2 separate regions of the Sus scrofa genome follow, and region 1 is linked to region 2. A link is a contact called in public HiChIP or PLAC-seq data. All regions are on one chromosome and are shown on one strand. The core of a region is the stretch at or near the end of the contact, and the rest is flanking DNA. Distances in the headings are between cores, read along the strand shown.

Evidence for each region. HiChIP or PLAC-seq counts read pairs in DNA pulled down with a chosen protein or histone mark.
Region 1: a contact with region 2 is called in an H3K27ac HiChIP or PLAC-seq map of skeletal muscle, with 1.9 times the contacts expected there. The contact joins the enhancer-like site here to the promoter of ITPKB in region 2. A contact is called at or near these places in 1 of 5 promoter capture datasets (liver), 11 of 47 Hi-C or Micro-C datasets (embryonic fibroblasts, fetal skeletal muscle, heart right ventricle and 5 more) and 2 of 2 datasets of contacts at active chromatin or transcription factors (alveolar macrophages and skeletal muscle).

Annotation. Positions count from the first base shown.
Region 1 is chr10:14,378,728-14,382,984 of Sscrofa11.1, reverse strand. All of the region lies in intron 3 of ITPKB (inositol-trisphosphate 3-kinase B), which reads left to right. Among named protein-coding and RNA genes, the nearest start is that of STUM, 86 kb to the right of the region's middle. Within about 2 kb of position 1,819, at least 38 of the 83 cell types and tissues checked have an H3K27ac peak or open chromatin away from gene starts, as enhancers often do. A contact at or near this core is called in alveolar macrophages, mesenteric adipose tissue, retroperitoneal adipose tissue and 1 more, where this site is marked.
Region 2 is chr10:14,466,891-14,471,280 of Sscrofa11.1, reverse strand. ITPKB (inositol-trisphosphate 3-kinase B) reads left to right here and starts at 1,695. Exons shown (of 10, transcript XM_021064414.1): 1 at 1,695-2,001; 2 at 3,393-4,390. The coding sequence starts at 3,600.

The sequences.
Region 1 (4,257 bases), core at 570-3,069, 88 kb after region 2:
GACCCCCGGCAAGGGTTTGCTGAGCGCCTGGTGAGGCCAGGGGCTGGGGATCCTGGCTCTCAGAAGGGTTATACTTGCCCAGATGAGAGCTGGCTTGCAGGCATGCCCAAGGCTCAGGGGGCACAGCTCCAGCCGAGGAGGGCTTTCTTGGGACAGCGATATCTGAGATGCCGAGGGGCCAGCTGAGTCCTTTGCCTCTGCACCCGTTCTTGTGTGAAGATCCCTGGTGGCAGAAAGTGTCACCCTTACAGTGTCAGAGGGTGGGCAGGGAGGAATATGGAGCTAAGGGTTGCCAGCAAAATGTCAAAGCCCTTCGGGTGAATTGCAGATGCTCCCGGGGTGGATGGGGAAGGGGCCTGCTGACCATCCTACAGGGTCTGAGGCTGTCCCCCAGCAAAGGAGCAGCTGTTCCCCCAGCACTACCCTTTCTTCCTCCGCCCACCCCAAATTACATGGAGAAACACAACATTGTTTTGGAGGGGCAGGTGGGGGCTATAAAGAAGACAGGAAGCAGACCCCACAGGGCATGGTGGGCTGAGTGGAGGAGAAGGTGCTGGCCCTGGGCAGCTGGCCCTCCTGTGGGGAAGCTGGCGGTGCCCCTCCGCCCTTTGCCTGAGGGTGACCGTCACAGCCCCTCCTGTACTTTTAGGGCTGCTGTTGCTGTAAAGCCCCCCAAGGAGAGCCCCAGGCCCCTGAGGCCTCAAGCCTGTGGTCATCAGCGGAGAGGGAGCAGGTCAGGACCCACAGAGCCCTGCCGGCCCAGGGTCACCTGCCACCACCAAACAGTGGAGCTGTTTTCTACGCCAGGGGGCAAGGCCAGCTTCCTGGGTGGGAGAACCGCTTAGTCAGCGAGGGGTGCGCGCTTTGCGACCTCACCCCAGTGCTCTTAACCGAGTTTGGAGCAAGAGGTGCACATTTTTATTTTGCACTGAGCCCGGTGTATCATGCAGCCGATCCTGACGGTAGTTAAAGCGACCCGTGAGTGCAGTGGCTAGAGGCCTTCTTATCCCCCAGCCTTGGCGCTGGTCTCTGCTTCCCCACCTTCCTCCTCCTCGTCTTCGTCATCATCTCCGCCAGTCCTTTCTGCCTGTTTGATGGGAGACAAAGGCCTGGCTCTGAGATCATCCCACTTAGCCCCTTATTTGTCTAAGGCTGTGTTCCCTGCAGCCTGAATACTGTCAGACCAATGACTGGCTGAGCCAGCAGGAGGGTGGCGTTTACCCAGGAGCCATTAGCATCACAGGGAGGCTTGGAGTCTGGTTTAGATAAACACAGAACATTGGAGACTTCCTCTCTTGGGCCCAGCCCGGGCCCGGCAGCCCCGCTGGCCAAGGGATCGTTTCCACGCTGGGCTCCCAAGGGTGACTCGGAGCCCAGGCCAGGGGGGTGAACGGCTGCGCTCCTCGCCAGGGCTGCCCCACGCTGCCAAGATGCCACCTGCCGAGGGGAGGGTCGCCCTACGTTGCTGCTGGCCTCTGGGGAGCAGGATCCCCTCTGCTGTGAGGCCAAAAGTTGGGCAGAGAAGGGGAGGAAAAAGGGAGCTGGGTTGTGTGAGGGCCTGAGCCTCACAAAGGCGCCGGTCACCCCGCAGGCTGTACCGGCCCGTGAAGTCTGAGCCGCCGGGGAGACTGGCTGCCTGTGGCTGGAGAGGCTCAGCTGGTGTTTGCCAGGTTCTGAAAGTCCCTTTCCTGGGGCTTTCTGTCACCTCAAGAGGGTTGGGATTTATTTGCTGCTAGTTTTGTTTTGTTTTCTCCTACTACAAATCTCTCTCCACATTCTCTGAATATTTTTGCTCCTGTCAAGTCAGGTACAAAGGGAGGTACCTGCCCAGACCAGCCTCAGGGCACCAGGCACCTCCAGCCACGCTGAGTCTTAAAGGGCCAACCCCCACCCGCCAGCTCTGGCTGTTTTCTGATCCTTCTAAACTTCTCCTAGTGGATGAGGGTCCAGCCTTTTCCTGCGCAGCCAGTGTGGATGACAAGACCCCCATCTTCTACAGAGCAAGGTCAGAGCTGTAACAAACGCCAGCGGAAGGCCCGGCCCTGCTCTCAGGTAGAAAACAGCGCAAGCAGAACTAGTGTGTGTTTAGGCCAGCAGGGCAGTCATCAGCCGTCAGCCGAGGCGTTGCTGGAGAAACCTCACTTCTGGGCAGTGGTCAGCCTACCCCAGCACAGGATCAAGGTGAAAGCTGGATGTCTCCAGCCCACCCTGGGGTCCCTGCCCTGCTCCATAGGTCATCAGCTCTGGAGGGGCGTTCCTTTCCCCTGAAGGGCTCCCAAGTACATCCCAAGTGCAGAATTCCAACCATGGTCTGGGAGCGTTGAGCTGGTCTGATCTGACTCATGGGAGATCCTTGGGGCCCCAGCCAAGCTGCGAGTGGCACCTGCCCAGCCCTGGAATGAGACATACCTGGGGCTTGGGTGGCTGGCTGCGGGAGCATCTCATGAATGCTCTGGAACCCTCTGCTAAAGAAGCAGCCAGAAGACACCCACCCCCCGCCCCCAAGCAGAGTGGCCTGTGAGCCTAGCAGGGGAACTACCTAGAAGAAATCTTTTTTTTTTTTTTTTTTTTTTTTTTGTATTTTTAGGGCAGATGAAAGTTCCCAGGCTAGGGGTCAAATTGGAGCTGCAGCTGCCCACCTATACCACAGCCCCAGCGACACTGCATCCTTAACCCACTGAGTAAGGCCAGGGATCGAACCCGCATCTTCATGGATCTTAAGTTCATCACCACTGAGCCCCGATGGTAATTCCTAGAAGAAATCCTTGTCCTTCCTGCCCAATCTGCTGTCCCTGTCACCCCGCCCAGCGTGCTCCAGGCTGGAAGGGGCCCTGCTTGTTGATAGGCATGGCAGTTGGTGAATGGGTTTGAGGTTCCCCTAGACGCTGGCACCTGCTGGTGGGGAGGAGCATGACACAACTTCGGGGAAGCAGCTCAACATGTGAGAGTCTTCATCTTGCAGAGGGAATACTCCTACCTATCAGGTTGTTTGAAGATGAGGAAGGAGGCCGTAGAGCACCTGGTCCAGCTCCTGTCCCACAGTGAGACCCCAGCAGTGATGAGAATGCAGACACCAGGCCGGTGCTGGGGAGGCCGTCAGGGGTGGCATCTTGGGGGCGTTCCAGGAAGGGTCAGCAAAGCGTGTACAGATGCCCTGCTGATTGGGAGGCAATGAAAGAATGGGCCTGTGAGGTCAGTAGGCAGCCCGCGCTGCCCGAGGGAGGGACCGGGTGGCCGGGCCCTGCCACATTCAAGGCACTTGAGGGCTGTGCCTGTGCGTTTGACAAAGCTGGGCTTGAGAAGCCAGAGATCCGGGGCTGTGGCTGCTGTCAGAGACATGACTAGGTCATTGGGAACCTCCCAGGAGAGAAGAGGTGAGGCCGGAGCCCTGAGTGAGCCATCTTCCGGGTGATCAGGCTGCCCTCCTTTCTTGCCTCGGTCGCCTGGCGTAGGTTGGGGGAGAGGCCTGGCATCCATTTCTGAGGACTGTGGCTTCCTCTGCCGAGGGGCTTGGAGAGAGGCTGGAACCCACCGCCTGGAAAGCGGCTTCTGCCGCAGGAGGTGCTCCTGCAGGGGTGCGGCAGTCTCCTGGGCCTCATAAGAAAACCAGTTCTCTGTAATCGCCTGCTGCCCTCCCCTTTCCCTCTGCTCCTGGGGGCCAGGCCAGGGCAGGGGGTTGGGGGGGGGACACACAGCGGTCACCCTGCAGCCTTTTTCCTGGGCCTGGACCACATCTGCTTTTCTGTTTAGCACTTGGCAGCAATGTTAGGCACCGCCTGGGTGCTGCTATTTAAAAACCCTGGGGAAGAGCCCCAGAGTGCCACTGCCAGCAGAGTCCAGAAGTCCCCTGGGGTGCAACCCGTACCAGTGGAACACGCCACCTTGGAAGGGGAAGCCTCTCTGGCCTTGGCCGTGTTGGGCCCACGTTCACGATGAAGACATGCTTCCTCGTGCACAGAACAGTGCCTCCTTTACTCAGAGCTCAGCCTTATTGGAAGCCTCTTGGGTCCCAGAGCCATCAGAGGACCACTCCCCCAACCCTGGAGCACCCACTTCTTTGTAGAGCGGGGTTGAGCCTTGAGACTCTCACTCATGCCTGTTCCCTCCTACCTCTCTGGTCCCAGGCCCCCTGGCCACTGGATCCCTGAGGGTCTCAGAGAGCTCCATCCCCACAGGCTCCGTCTGTGGCCTTTCTTCTTTAGTAACCATGGCAACACCTCCATTTGGCTCCAGACTGGTGGAAAGGAGGGTAACTTC
Region 2 (4,390 bases), core at 446-2,945:
TTTTCTCCATCTTCTCCCCCCTCCTTGCTGTCCTGGATAGCACAGTTAGAATTTTAGACTGGTAGAATTATCTAGCTCTACCTCCAGTCCCAGGCAGGAATCCCTTCTGCATGCCACAACCTGACCAGTTGCTGACTACGTTCTGAGCAAAATTCTTCAGGCTGACTCTACATTCAGGGAAACCTGAATTTCTCAATTCTAGGGAAGGCCTGTGAAGTCTAGCTATGAGGTGACAGTGAGATTTCCCAGAGGCTGGGAAGCTAAGTTTCTGTGTTCACCGTATGTATCACTCAGCCCTTCAGTTGTTTCTACCATGACACCTGATGTGGGTGTTTGTATCTCCTGTGATAGTCAGAAATAAACTCCCTGGAGTGGGTCTCTCGAGAACTGGCAGCTCCTGTTTCTTGCCACTAGGGCACTGAATTAGGGGCAAGGATAGGGCTGACTTCTCTGCCATAGCAATTGCCCAGGTCCTGAGGCAATATCTGAATAAACTCTAGGCTCTTTTTACTTAGCCCCATGGGGGGGGGGGGAGAAGAGGAATTAGACCCAATCCTTTTAACATAGCATGTTAAAAACATAAAAACAGACAGGACTCAACAGTGTCTGATTCCAGGGAATTCTTGGCTAGAAGATGTCTTGGTTTCAGATTTAAATGAGTTTTTTCCTGAGGGAGCAGCAGGTTGCTTTGCTCACTTAAACAGCATTGTTACAAACAAGCAAGAGCAGAGTCAAAATTTCCAACTAAACTCTGGTTAATAGGAACATAAGGACTGATGCTGGGCTTTAGAGTTTTACATTTCTTGAGCCTGGCAGCTGTATTTTCCCTCTTTCCACTAAATGCTATAGTTTAGGGTTTAGGGAATTATGCAAAACACACTTGCAGCATCAGAGCTTAAATGGGGTAAGATCCTTGCCCAGAGGTATTTGCTGATGATGGAGGAAAAAGTCTCTTGAAAATGATCCAGCTGCAGGAGACTGAGCAAAGGGTCCCCAGCCTTCTTAGTTCCAGGCCTATTATTTTTCTTAAAATAACTTGGAGAATTAAGTGCAAAAACATGCCAATGTCACATTTGCTGTGTGCATTTAGTAATAAAAAACATGTGCAATGCAAAGGCGTGTTTATTCAACTAGCAATTGCACTGCAAAACTATCAACAGCTCACAGCCCAACCTGCCTTCCAAAATACGACCGTGATGCATTTAAAATGTGCAACTGCAACGGAGGTGCCCACAAAGTACCTTATTCGAATTTGCATATTTGTGTACAAGGACACAAACAGTTTATATAGGGCTTTAGTTCGTTTTAAATGCTAAACAGGCCCCCATGATTTGCTTTGCTTAAAATGCACACTCAAACTTTATTAAAAACATGTTTCAAAAAAAGTTTCATAAAGCTAGCCACCAGCGAGGCTCGCTGGAGGGGTGGAAAATGGATCGTGTATCTTTAACCCGCAGAAGTTAAAAGGTTTTCTTTTTTTGTTAGCTAACAATGGAAACTTTTTTTTTTTTTAAGTGTTTCCCTCCCTCGGTCTTGCCAAGCAATAGAAAAAAAAAAAAAAAAAAAAAAGAAAAGAAAAACTTGTTCCGCTGAGTTCAACCCCAGACAGGCTCACAACTTCCTTCCTGCTTTCCTCCCCCAAGCCCCCGCCTTTCTCCCTCCTCCCTCCTCTCCCCCACCCCCCAACTTTTTTTTTTTTTTTTTTTTTTTAATCGCACATTGAACAAACACTGAAGTGGCCTGGAGCAGACACTGACAGGGGTAGTATCTCCGCGGCTCAGAAGGGCGTGCAGGGCCGGCCGGCGTCGCCACCGCCCGGATCTCCGGCCCCTACCGAGGAGCTTTCCGCCTTCTTTTCCACTCCTATTTTTTTGGTCTTCCAAAAGAAGTCAGGAAACCATTTCTGAGCTTTTTGAACTTTTAAAGCCATCTTTTTCCTACGCGGTCTGCGTCCCTGGGCCATGTAGTCTGCACAGGACCCGGGAATCTGAGAAATTGCAGGTAAGTTTGGCGGCTTTTTAAATGGCCCTCGCCTCCGAACGCGGTTTCCCCTCACTCTCTGCTCGGGAGAGAATCTGAGGGTTCCGGGTTCTGAAAAAGCGCAGAGAAGTGGGCCGGGGAGACGGGCAAAGAGGTTTTGACTGGGGACGGTGGCGTGGAGTAGGGGTGTGAGCACAGGAGCCAGAGACAAGTTTTCGGCGTTTCTCCTGCTCGCCTTCCGGGCCACTGACTTCCCGCCGCCTCCCCGGCGCGCTGCAGGCGTCCCCCGGCTCCGGCCGCCGGGCGAGGCTGCCCAGGATGCGGAGAAGCCTTGTACTCGGCTGCGCCGCCCAGGGGCTTAGAGCCGGGCCCCGGGAGGTTTGCAGAGCCTGGGCCCCCGAAGGCTGCAGCCGCGCACATCGCAGAGTCCCTCGGAGGGGGCGCGGGTCCCGGTGCCCGCAGAGGCAGTAGCGTCCTCCCGCACAGGGCGTGCGGAGCGCGGACTCCCGGTACCGGCGCGCGCGCACAGGCGCGCGCACACACTCACACACTCACTCACACACACACACACACACACACACACACGCCCCTCCATGGGGGGCGACGGCAGGGGGCGGCGAGTATTGGTTCCGGTACAGGGGACGCGCAGCGTCTCGGCCCCGAGCGCGCGCAGGCGCGCCCACACACAAAACACACTTGTTTGGGGACTGGCGACAAGGCCAGTGCTGGAAAAGGCCTTGGCTGCTGCCCCACCGCTCGCCCAGGCCGTCGTAGGCCTAGGGAAACAGCCCCAAGGCCAGGGTCAGGAAGGTAAACGGCAGGCCACGCAGAGGTTCCCCTCCAAGACCCGGGCGCAGGCAGCGGCCGGGGAAGGCAGGTCCCGCTCAGGTTTCCTCTGAGTCGGTCCTTGTTGGCCAGAGAGAGTGGAGCGGGGAGATCCCGAAGCCCAGGGGCGGGGGCTGCCCTGTTATACCTGATTGAACCAGGGTTTGCAAAGCCGAGGAGACCCAGTGGTGGTGAAGGGGGGAGTCCTCACTCTCAGAGAGGTCGCAAGAGCCGCGCTCCGCACGCAGCCCGCGTAGGAATTAAGTAGTTGTACGGCATCCTCCGCCGGTGCTCTTGGCTCTGGAGACGAATCTTAGAATTTGGAATCTGAAGAGACCTCCAGGCGCATCACAGCCTGGGGCGAGGGGTGGGAACGCACTCGGGAAACGCACACCCGCAACCGCGCTAGCGCCGGAGGCCGCGGAGTTGTGTCTTCGCCTGGCGGCATAGCCCCTAGAAGTGAGACGTCCAGTGGCACCCGCTTCCGGACAGATGGGGGTTCCGCGGGCCGGGGCCGTCCTAGTTCCCAAGCCGTTCCCCACCACCCGCCCTCTGGGGTCCTGACTTTTCTCCTTGTGTCTCCGCAGCGGCGCTGTTGTTTATGGAGCTCTGGGCGGGGGCTGAGCCTGCGGTCTTGCCCCCCGCCCGCTGCCCGGGCCATGCCACCCCATCTGCGCGCGGAGCCGCGGCCGCGGGGCCTCCAGGGCTGAGCCGAGAGCTGCGGGAGGAGGAGACGCCGGCGGCGGAGCCGGAACGGGAGCGGCGGCGGCGGGCAGCGCGGCGGACCCAGTACTATGGCTATGTACTGCTATGCACTCAACAGCCTGGTGATCATGAATAGCGCCAACCAGGTGAAGAGCGGCGGCGGCCCTCGGCCCAGCAGCAGCGAGACGCCCCCGCCGCCGCCGCCGCCGGGAAGGGCCGTGTTGAGCCCAGGCAGCGTTTTCAGCCCCGGGAGCGGCTCCTCTTTCTTGTTCCCCCCAGCCGAGTCCTTGTCGCCGGAGGAGCCCGGGAGCCCCCCGGGCTGGCGGAGTGGCCGGCGCAGGCTGAATAGTGGTAGTGGCAGCGGCAGCGGCAGTGGCAGCGGCAGCGGCAGCAGCGTGGGCAGCCCGAGTTGGGCGGGTCGCCTGAGAGGGGACGAGCAGCAGGTGGTGACCACCCGTGGTACCCTCTCCCCTCCCGGGCCAGAGGAGGCCAAGAGGAAGCTGCGAATCCTGCAGCGTGAGCTGCAAAACGTGCAGGTGAACCAGAAAGTGGGCATGTTCGAGGCGCACATCCAGGCGCAGAGCTCCGCCACTCAAGCGCCCCGCAGCCCGCGTTTGGGCAGGGCTCGTTCGCCCTCCCCGTGCCCTTTCCGCAGCGTCAGTCAGCCCCCAGGAAGGGTCCTGGCACAAAGCGAGGAACGGAGGACAAAGTCCTGGGGGGATCAGTGTACGGAGACTTCAGAGGCCGACTCTGGGAGAGGAGGAGGGGCGCCCAGCCTATGCCTCTCGAAGGACAAAGATGGACCGGCATCTTTCCCCAGCCCCGCTGCCCCGTCAGGATCAGGGGCTCAGGGTCCAGGCGCTTCGGTGAGGATGGAGAA